Linked DNA regions of Zea mays: region 2 is linked to region 1. A link is a contact called in public Hi-C data. All regions are on one chromosome and are shown on one strand. The core of a region is the stretch at or near the end of the contact, and the rest is flanking DNA. Distances in the headings are between cores, read along the strand shown.

Region 1 (5,588 bases), core at 440-2,939:
TACCATCATAAATGGCAGGTGTATCAACTTGAGAAGTGATTCGATCATAAACAACATTTGCTCCTCTGATGGACTTGCTTTGCTTACTGTAGAACAACAACAGTGTGAGAAGGAATCGCCTGATGCCTTTAAATTGTGGATCCACTGCTCTATGAGGAGAGTCAGGTGGCAACGCTAATGAACAGGGCTTGGATAAGAACATAGAATTCAGTCTGATCTGTGAAATAGAAAAGGAACCCATTAAGCTGCAAGTATAGGAGTTAAAAACAAATCAAATGATAATCAAAGCACCAGATCCTTGATCAAATTTGAGTTACTCAGATCCACAGAAAGCGGAGTATCGAGCAGCATTGACAAATGACAAATGTGATGATTCACAAGTACAAAGGAGCAATAGCTTGTTTGACTATGTATCCTCTTATTGCATCTCCCAGCAAATGCACATATTGTAGGCCATAAGCTTAAAAAATGTGTCACCTGTATATGCATATTTCTTTATGTCATAGAATAATCTAATTGTTGCAAGGTGGAAATGTGGAATGCAGTCGCAAAAACGTATAACCAGGGCCACGGCCACTGTTCTTAAGGTGTCGCCTAGGCGACGCCTAGGCGTCCAGGCGGAGGTCCAACGCCTAGGCGTTCAGGCGGTGGTCCAACAACTTGTCTCGCGTTACCGCTTTAAAAACCATGGCCACAACACTGTCATTTTGTGCAATTACTTTATTATTAGATCTAGTAAACAGGTCACAAACGCCAACAAGGCAACAAGGAGGTCTGAAGCCTGAAGGATGTAAAATTTGAATGCCACACAGTTCCCAGGGTACACAGAACACCACTAATTTGTGCTACTAACCAAGTTCCACAGTAACAAAACACAAGTCGCATATCACAATAACAAAACAAAGTCGCAAATCATCACAATAACCTGACTCAGAGCAGAGTTCTCCTACATGCATACAAAGCCCAACCTTTCCCACATGAGCAGACATACAGAAACAGGTGATTCGGTTGCTACTTTTTTTGACGTCAGGTTGCCACTAACGGTCTAACGTGGATACGCAACAATTGCGACCTAAAATGCGCGACGTCAAAGGCTTCCATCCCCAAATCCCAGTAGCTACTCAGAACAACCAGCTCGCCCTAACCATCGAGATCACACGGTGCAATCAGAGAACCCAAGTGGCGTACACGAGATGGGAGAGCGGCGGTACCTCGGACCACGTCCCGGCGGGCGGGGAGGTGGCGCCAGGGCCGGGCGACGTGGCGGTGGCAGTGGCGGCAGCGGACTTGGCGAAGGTTCTCGAGAGGGTTTGGGGAGGAAGCGGAGGTGGCGAGGGGGCCTTCGCCAATGCCCTGGAGAGGACGCGGGCCTCCGCCGCGGAGTTGCGGGACGCGGCGGCGGCGGAGATGCTGGAGGCGGCCGCGCGCCACCGTGACATGGTCTCCCGCTCGCGCTTCGCGTCTCGGCGGCTGCTTGGGGGGAACGGAGAAGGAGATGGTTATGGCTCACCGCCCTGGACTGAGCGTGATCAGGAGGCACGGGCCTAGCAGCAGATGCGACGCGGCGCTCTTGGCTCACTGACGCGTAGGTCCTCCCATCCGTAGCCTCAGCCTGCGGCTGGGCGCGGTCCACCTCGGCCCGTGCGCCGAGAGCCCGCAGCCGGAACGGAACGGACTGGATGCCGTCCAGTTCGCTCCTCGCAATGGGAGCGGAGCGGAGCGGACCCAAAAACTCGAAAAGTCGAAATCCAAACCCGCTGATCAGCTTATCCCCTTCGCAGGAGCCAGGACGGACGAACTGCGAGTACACGAGAGAGGACAGAGGAGAGGAGACACAGGCGACACGCGCCATTTGGGAGAGGGAAAGGAATGGAGCTGACGTCTTCTTCCCGCTCCGTGCTCTCCTCCTGCAACCGTGAGGCCTCCTCCTCCTCCTTGCTGGCGAGATTGCATGCCTGACGCGCAGCGCACGGTCGTGTTCGTTCTCAGTTTTCTCGCACCGCCCCAATTTAACAATTTTGATTGTGGGGTCCTGCTTGTGCTTGCGGCTATTGCAGGGCCGGTCGCTCGAGCTCTTTGCAGGACGGCGTACCCGGGTGCAAGGAGGAAGGAGAAGGGAATAGTATGGTAAGCCCTTGTTCATCCATTGGAAATGCTTGCTAACGCCATCTGTGTCGCGGTTGCGCAGCTATTTCGTTGATAACCTTCTTGTTTGGTGAAGTGAATGCACCCGCCATCGTAGGTGTTCATTTGTTCTTGACATTTTGAGAGACCTGCACTGCACACTCCATTTTCTTTTTTATCAAGAACTACAGTGCTGTTAGTGTATACAATGGTATCCTGAACGGAGATTCCTGCTGTGCAAAAAAAACTGCAGTATCTTGAGCGAGGAGAAAGAAGTGGTACAAAGGACGATCCGGAGGCGAGCTGCCTTTTCTTTGTTGCTGGCTTCGCCGGTGCTATCAGTGGCGTTCTCGGCCTATGGAAAGAGTAAAACCATGAACCCTTACGATGAAAGGCGTCTGCTTCAGCAGAATAAGAAGATTCAGGAAGCCAACCGTGCCCCTGAGGATTTCCCAAACTTCATCAGAGAAGGTGAAATCGTATTATTGATCTTGTCTTACAAGTTATGGGTTATAGACTGTCATATTCTTCATAATCTGTTGTTACTGTCGCAGTTTCTGTCAGATGCCATTTACTACTCACTTTTCTTGATTAGATGTTATTATATATTTTCTAGATAGGTTGGTGTAATTCTAGGGGAAACTAAAAGTCTGCAAGCTAATATTAATGAAAACTAAAAGCATGTAAGATACTAACTAATATTGTCTACTACCAAACAAAGTTTTGCAATCATGTAGAAGTTATTTCGCATACACGTGACATCTTGGATATTGTTTATATTAATGTACGAGTCACAAGAGAATTTGGGAATACTGCATTGCCAAAAATTCTATGGTTTTTTGTAAATTATGGAGTCACCTTTTTATATTCCCTAGTTTTATCTTTCAGTTTACTAACAATGTGAAAAATGACACAGAGATAGTGTCTAAGGACAACTGCTTCTGTCGAGGGCAACACTGCAACATAGTTTTTATTAGCAAGTGCACCTCTATATTTAAAAAAAACTAAAGAACTGTAAGTATGGATCAAATTTTCTGTATCGGCACAAGACATTTGATTCTGGAAAACTTTATGAGTGTATTATTTTTATATCTTAAGTACCACATAATGTTTGCTTAAATACAATGCCTTTAGTGACTTGGTCATTTATTTGCCTGAGAATAACCTTCATCAATGAACTCTTATCTATGCAGAACAAATGGGAACGTTTCTTAGCTTCAAACTAAACAGACCTGTAAAGTTTAATCATTCTGCAAATTAATGCATTTCAGGCTTCCAGGTCAAAGTAGTGACACCGGACAACTATATTACACGGGCCTCTGGACTAATGTATGAGGACATTAAAGTCGGTACAGGCGACTCTCCAAAGGATGGTCAGCAGGTTCTTCCTCCAAATCAACGGTTTTATTTTCTTGTGCTCATTTACTATTTATTTATGTGTGCCTAATCAATATAATTTTGGTGTTCTTGGATATGAATAGAATCATTTATTTGTCTATTATCTAATATGGTATGTTTGGAGATGTGTGCCAAAAAGATCAATTTGGTCCAAGTATATAGCGTGTTTCTTGTCATTAGTTACTACTTGTTATGTTTGACTACTGGTTATTAGTTACTACTTGTTATGTTTGACCTGGTTTGCTATTTATCTAGTGTGTTTCTTAAGGATGATCTAAGTACAATGCTATAACTATTAGAACTTTAGAACTAAGAAATCATTCTGCTTTGCTGCAAAATATGTTTCTAATATGCCTCAGTTCTTCCAGTTGGTGTTTCTAACATGCTTACTTTTGCATCATACTGATTTCTTTCAGTTCATCTACAGATTATATTCCATTATGTGGGCTACAATGAAGCAGGACGAAGAATAGATAGCACCTATATTCAGGGTTCCCCTGCAAAAATTCGGTTAGGGAACGGAACACTAGTTCCAGGAAAGTATTCACTGTCTCAATAGTTTTTTCCCCTATGCTCTGATTCAGCTACCACTATTCTTACTGCTTGCTGGAGCTGCTTTTTTTTAAGCCAATTTGAGAATTGAAATATTGCTCTGATGAATTTGTTGGGATATGGAATTGTAATAGATCACATCTCATTCTAGATATTGATACTTCAGGTTTTGAAGAAGGCATACGGGACATGAAACCAGGTGGTAAGAGAAGAATTATAATACCTCCAGAGCTTGGTCCTCCTGTAAGTTACTTTTGGCTTGAACTTATGTACTCCATCTGATCCCAAGTATAATAGATCTGTTAGGACATTATTACATCAACGTGGTCTCTGCGAAAGGGCCTCTAATGTAATGGTTAAGGCTTTCGAGTAGCACCTCCAGTCTCGGGTTTGATCCTCCTCGGGAGCGAATTTCGGACTTGGTTAAAAAAAATCCCCTCGCTGTACCCCGCCTACTCCCGGGGTACGACCTATGTGCCACCCTCCGGCTGGGCGTTGCAGAGTGGGCGGTGACGGCCCGCTAGTGATGGGGAGCCAGGGTCCGTGGATTTTCTCGATCGGGACCATGTTTCGGTCTTTTCTTAATATAGTACCAGGAGGGCGGTCTTTCCCTCCCAAGCCGAGTTTTTTTACATCCACGTGGTCTCCAATATCACACTTTGACTAACAATATCTCCAAAAATTATATTATTCAAATAAAAAGAGTTACATATCATGAAAGCATGCTTCATGATGCATCTAGTAACGTCGACACCATGTTGTTAATCTATATGATTTTTAGTTCTCTAGCCGAGTTGGTTAGGTGGTCTGAGTAGCACTCAGGTCTTGGGTTCGACTCCCCGTGGAAGCGAATTTTAGGTTATGGTTAAAAAAATCATCTCGTATGTTCCACGCCAAAGCATAATTATAAGACCTGGTCCTGGTCGCGGTTGTTTCTCACATGAGCTACGGTGCCGCTGTGTTTTTTTAATAGAAAGGGGTCCCCCCTATTTCATTAGGAAATAGGCAGCCAAGTATGGTTCAGACTTACATCCCGAGATTACATGTCTTAGCATTTCACACCTAAGGATTACGACTACTGAACTTACGAATTACATGTTCATGCATCCTACGGGGAGAAATCCCTAAGACAAGAGACTGCGTTCAAGCAGAAAACACAGCACAAGTGCACAACACTGCTGGAAATGAAGTCTTCCTAGAACGACAAACACAAAAGACCATGAGAGGATAAACATCCACTCCATCAATTGCTGGCGATAAACTTCGCGGAGACGTCTTTATTTACTTAATACGACGATCTACCGGCGCCCAGCCAAAGTCGCGTTTGAAGACTTCTTCAGCAATTCTTCTAATTAACTTGCTTTTTTTCCTCCAACGTCCTTCTTGCTGTCTTCTTATGGATGATGGCCCAAGATTCCAGCCGGAAACAACAAAGAAGAAAAATGTTAGTAGAATTAGCAAGATCCTTTCCATTAAAGCATCTATCGTTTCTGATTGTTGAATCCTGTAACCCT
Region 2 (5,838 bases), core at 257-2,756, 130 kb after region 1:
AAGGGGCAATCTAGTCATACTTGGTTGGCCCTCAATTGCACACCAACACTGCCCACCACTGTTGGCTTTTCCTTATCAGGGCAGGGAGAAAGAAAGAGCAAATAATGGAACGGGGGATTCCTAAGAAGGTCTCACACAAATGGGCAAATATGGTTGTGGAGTATATAATTAGGTTCAAATGGATCATCTCTATTTGTAATAACTTAAGAGATCCCTGAGGAAAGCAGATGCTAGGATCCCCAACTCATGAAGGAAATGTTGAAAAACTAGTACTTGATTAGCATCATGGCATGGGAAAGGATTCAGTATTGTCTGGAAGCTTCCATGAGATGATGTCTTTTTCTAGGAGTTTCATCGCCATTAGAATAGTCAAATCTTTTGCGTCAATGGTTGACTTCTCGAACTCGTGCAGGTTAGATTTGGGCATGCATGTGTGAGCTTAGGCGAAGGAATCTGGGCTAGAGCTCCACGAGGCTGGGTTGCAGAAGCGAAGGTGGAGTTTTTGCGGCAGTGGAAAGTAGACGAAGGATGAATGCTCAGGTTCACATAACCCTAAGGGGGTTGCGTCTTTGGTACTTATAACCCTAAATGTCGACAAGTGATATACAGAAGCTTAAGCGTCACGTGGCCATCGAGCACCAATTCGGTGTCTTCTGGCCAAGTTATGAACAGTGAACGACCAAGTCCCAGGACTTGGGGGCTAGACTTTAACCTAGATAACTCGGCTGACAGAAGTGATGACCCAAGAACAATAAACTAAATAGTTGTTGAGTAATTCTACGTAGGCATAGTCTGGTGTACCTGAGCTAGTGACTCCGCTAAGCCAGACTTGGGGGCTACATCCATAGGATGAACTAGAAGTGCATGCTCATAATTTTCAAAACTTTGATTTTATGTTGGTTACATCACTCAATCTTGAAATAGGTCAATAGAGTCTAACCTACCGAGTTGACAACCCTGCTATGTCGGACTTGGGTACCCTGGGTACGTTGATTCTAAATGTGCTAGATTGCGGGACCAACCTAGACTCGGTATTAGGAGAACTCACCCACGTCACGTTGAAGTATGTGTGTTCAAATAAGTAAGGAAGATTGTATGATTTGTAGGAGATTCAGATAGTATCTAACCAAATAGAAAAATCACTTATCTTATCCATCTAACGAAACAAACAATAGACATCCATATCCCCTCTCTGTCGGGGAAAAATATTATGTACCATCAATTATGTTGGTGCAATTGTTCAATCAAATGATCTTATGCAATCAAAATCAAACCCAATGGTGACTACCTAAAACATAATATTTATTTTATATTTAACTTATTTCACCTAAAATAATAATCATAGTTGAATTTAGATCGCTTGATTGCATAATTATGTCAGAATAATTGATTGCACGGGATATTATTGTCCTCGTCATCAAACTAAACACTTACGTAGAGCCGTTTAAAAGGCTAGATCGAGGCCCACGCAAAGAAGTCGCGCCCCACTCGATGACTACCGAAGCCCAAAGGCCTCCGCGGCGTCTCGGCTAGTCGCCTTTCCATTTTTACCCCCTTCTCTCTCCTCTCCGGCCGTTGCCGTTGCTCCGCGCCGCTCTCCTGTCAGTAGCCGCTGCCGCCGACGCTGCAAGTGTGAGTCTGTCGCCGCGGCCATGTTCGCCTGGATCCTCCGCGGCTGCCGCGACGAGTGCTCCGCCTCCGACCAGCTCAAGCAGGTTGTCCTCTCACCCCAAAATCTGTTTCTCCCCCTCGATTTCGAAAGAACCACGATGGAAAAAGAAGGTTGCCCCATCGCCCCTTGCCATTTGAGAGTCTTGGGGTAAAGGATGATCTCGTGTACGACGTTGCCAAGACGAATGAAGACGTGCGGAAACTGTGAGGTAGAGAAAATTGAGCAGTTCGTGTGATGTGTCGTTTTCGGACTAGGTGTGCCGGTGTGCTCCCCTTGGCTTACCTGCGTCTGTGTTGTTCACTTCCTGGATGGACTTCGTCAATATTTGTTGTTTTGTCAAATAAACTGCTAGTGGATCAATGTGTGGGTTTCCTTCTGCTACCTGGATCAATGAGTTTGATATGCAAGTTTTCGTAGCTCCGTGTTGGGGGAAACACCAGAAACTTTTTTGTTTTCTTCGGAAATGTTGTTTCACACCCTTCTACATTCTCTAACTAGGACAAATTGCATCATGCACTTGTAGTTGTGCTCACTGAAGTTAATGCAGTTTCATTTCTTTTATTTACTGTGCTGCTGAACCAACCAAAAACTCAAAACTTACTAAATTAAACTAAAAGAGTGTGATCTGATCTGGTTGACGTATTTCATTTCTCGATGCTGAATTGATCACTTGCAGCATGTGCTGGCTCTGCAGGCTCACGATGTCTTCAAGGCGAAAGAGGTGGTCCTGCAAAAGAAGATCTCTCAAGAGGTGGAACGGGCCAAGGAGTTCACAAAGTCGGGAAACAAGCAGGCAGCAATGCAGTGCCTGAAGAGGAAGAGGTACTACGAGAGTCAAATGAACCAAGTTGGAAGCGTTCAGCTGCGCATTAACACCAAGGAGAGAATGATCGCTGATCACACGGGCAACAAATAACACAAAGTGAGACCGCATCTCTGGAACCGTGTATCGAACACAGCTTTGTTCTGTTCAGATATGAAATCTTGTGAGAATGAGATGTCAACCATTGGTGTGTTCTTCGCCAAACAGCATATCACACTTAACATTAGTGTGCCTTTAACATAAGCATAAGATATTACATTTTGGACCAAACTTCTTGTTTCCTAGGCATGACCACTTATTTCCTAGCATACTGCAGTGTATAGTGTGAGCCATACGTGTTCTTCATCCACATTCTCACCGTATTCAACTGAATAGCAATTAGTAAGTCATTTATGTTTCAAGTTTTTTTGGCACTCTGCACAGAAGGGTTACAATATGGTATTTTCTTGAATTGAGATAGAGGCAGTGTATTCCTCTCTTTGCAGGCGTTCTGGAGCAGCAGAGTAAATCCATGAATCTTGATTAGTACAAGTTGAATCATGTTATTGTGCCTATAATTGGGGAGGAAGTTGAGCGTAATCACTATCTCTATCTAAGCACAACACTCTGCATCTGAAAGTTGTTGTGCTCCCTCCGTATTACCATGTGGCCTGGTCCTATTTTCTTTTTTGGACAAGTACATAACATAGTTTGTTTGTTTTTACAACAAGTACAACACAAAACTTGTTGCTTATGTGTTCATCATTTTTTTTTGTGTTTTATCTCTTGTTCAGTTGCCATTCATTAAAAGTTGGTTCTCTTTTGCAGAGTAAATGATGACAGTTTGTATATCTGAGCAGCTACGTTAACCTCTAAAACAGCAAGCCGGCAAGCCGACTCTATCATGTATTTTTAACATAGAGATAGCCTTGTCCTTTTCTTATCGTTCAGTAAACTACATTGTAAACACTGTCCTGCCATTTTGCTCCTGATTTTCCTGAACTTTCTGTTCTGCGTAATGACATTTGTGTGAATGTTTTCGACCTCGGATCGAATTTTCATTAGCTTTGCGCCCCGTGAAGACAAAACAGAGCCTTTTCTAGCCACAATGTCGTGCTGAATGGATTGTTCACTGCTCAAACCCAAGTTCATGATACCTGGAGCTGTTGGAGCGCGCTGCACAAAACGGGGAATAATTTGGAACATACTTCCCTTCTTTTTGGAGGAATGGACAGGCGTGTTAGCTTGTGGCACATAGTCGTCGGTGGTGGTAATAGAACACAATCTTTTTTGTTTAAAGAATCAATTTATTCTAAATGAGCTAACATATTATAAGTTCATTCCATAAATTTAGTGAAATAAACTTATTCCTTATATTATTACTAATTATTAGTCTATAAAAATGAAATGATAATAAATCAATTTATTCCTTTTTATAAATCAAAAAGTAGGTGAGAACATAATACACTACCTCGTTCCTTAAATTGAACATGCTATAAATAGTCCTTCACAATTTATTTAACCTCTTAATTAACTTTATTTCAAAAATAAATGAAAATATAGTCTTATCCTAATATGAGATTCCATCCTTAAATTTTAGGATAAAATTTTTTATTTCAAAAATAAATGAAAATATAGTCTTATCCTAATATGAGATTTCATCCTTAAATTTTAGGATAAAATTTAGAGCCCATTGATTAGCCCTAAATTGAAGAGAATTAGAGTGGACTAACATTAAATCTCTTGCTAGTCAAAATTGATAGAAGGATTTAATCCCCCTCAGTCACCTGTGCAACCTACCAATGCCTAATTGTAGTTGAATATCTAACACAATCGAGAGAACATGAATCCGTTGGTTGGTATAAAATCACAGCCAAAAATTGGAACGGATCTATATCATCTTAAAATTAAAAACGGCGAAGATTCACGTCACATCAATGGCAAATAGGGCACCTGCAGCGCCCATGGCCACGACCCTGCGAGCACCCCACCACACAAAACATCAAAACATGACAGAACGAAATGAAACTTGGAGAAAAACCCAGTGCCATAACCATAACAGCGCTATTTCTACCATGGGTCATCTACCAAAAAATACAACATAACGTCAAGGTTTGAACCTGTACATTCCCTACCAAAACACACACACGCGAGCAGTTTGACCAGAAGGCAAAATATCTGACTCGCTACACTGGACTACTGGAGGCATTATATGACAAATGTACAATGCTTCCTCGCTCTGGCGTCAAAATGTCTCAATCAAGGTATCAGCAGTTCCCATTGTAGGAGAGATTTGTAAGGGCTTAATTGAAACTACGCCAGTGGTTGTCGCCTCCTGCAATATCAGTGTAACAAATTAATACACAATAGAACACAATTCTGTACAACGACAAAGAGGGTTAATAACACGGTGACTCATGGTAGCTCTTGTACAAAGTAACATTTGGACGAAACATTAAGGGCATGTTTTGATTTGTGGCTAATTATGACACACTTTGCCTAAGGTTAGTCGTTCGAATTGAAGAACTAACCTTAGGCAGAAAAGTTAGACAAAGTGTGGCAAGTTATGCAGCGAACCAAACAGGCCCTAAGCTTTATAGTTGAACCTACAAAAGCTAGCTAAAAACTGTTCCCTCTTCCAAATTGTAAGTCATTCTGCTTTTCGAGATACATAACCTTTGATAAGCACCTAGATCTAGATTAGATTCATAGTAAAACGTTGTGTATCTAGAAAGCCAGAACAAACTGCAATTTGGAATGGAGAGAGTAGCTAACATTTTAATATGTTTAAAATTATACTTCGGTACAAGTAGACAACAATATCTCCAAGCAGATGCACAAAAAGCTAAAAAAAAATAGCATGATGATACATAACCGCACAACAAAACCTAGAGTGCACTGTATTTTATTACCTCTTTGGTCGGACACGGTCCTCTTCAAAATCCATTATTCCTACAGATTCAGAGAGGTAGTCGTCATGCCCTCGTATGTCGATGTCTGCCTGCTTAAATTGTTCAACTTCTGCCATCAAGTAAGAAACATGGTTCGGCAACACTATTTAATACAGTAGTTGCCATTATATGAACACTCAAAAAATAATTATATATCTAAACATGAGGCAGTAAGGCAGAAGTAGGAAAATGAAGAAAACAGAGCATAACTCATCACAAGCAGATGCAAATTTATTCCTAACAAATGCTTCAGTTTAATCTAGCTCACCTTAATTGATTTTTTGGCCTCTTCCACTCTGTCTTCAAATTCTTTCTGGTGCTTCTTGTTCACATCACTCATTGTGTCAGCCCATTTGATTTTCTCCTGAATTTGATGCAACAGGCTATCTGATGTTCCCAACCTGAACAATGTT

What was found. A called contact is a pair of places that touch in the nucleus more often than the background predicts.
Region 2: a Hi-C map of leaf shows a contact between it and region 1, with 2.8 times the contacts expected there. The contact joins the promoter of LOC100286308 here to the promoter of LOC100285290 in region 1. A contact is called at or near these places in 4 of 25 Hi-C or Micro-C datasets (bundle sheath, ear, leaf and 1 more).

The regions. Positions count from the first base shown.
Region 1 is chr7:156,176,855-156,182,442 of Zm-B73-REFERENCE-NAM-5.0, forward strand. It overlaps LOC100285290 (FK506 binding protein), which reads left to right and starts at 1,690. Exons shown (of 7, transcript NM_001158183.2): 1 at 1,690-1,915; 2 at 2,058-2,127; 3 at 2,378-2,595; 4 at 3,396-3,505; 5 at 3,950-4,058; 6 at 4,241-4,317. The coding sequence starts at 1,870. LOC100279932 reads right to left here and starts at 1,422. Exons shown (of 7, transcript NM_001366109.1): 1 at 1,212-1,422; 2 at 4-217. The coding sequence starts at 202.
Region 2 is chr7:156,311,505-156,317,342 of Zm-B73-REFERENCE-NAM-5.0, forward strand. LOC100286308 reads left to right here and starts at 1,507. Exons shown (of 3, transcript NM_001159195.1): 1 at 1,507-1,715; 2 at 2,367-2,594; 3 at 3,303-3,514. The coding sequence starts at 1,653. The coding sequence ends at 2,588. It overlaps LOC100284717 (COP9 signalosome complex subunit 7), which reads right to left. Exons shown (of 9, transcript NM_001157612.1): 7 at 5,694-5,826; 8 at 5,387-5,495; 9 at 4,485-4,809. The coding sequence ends at 5,427.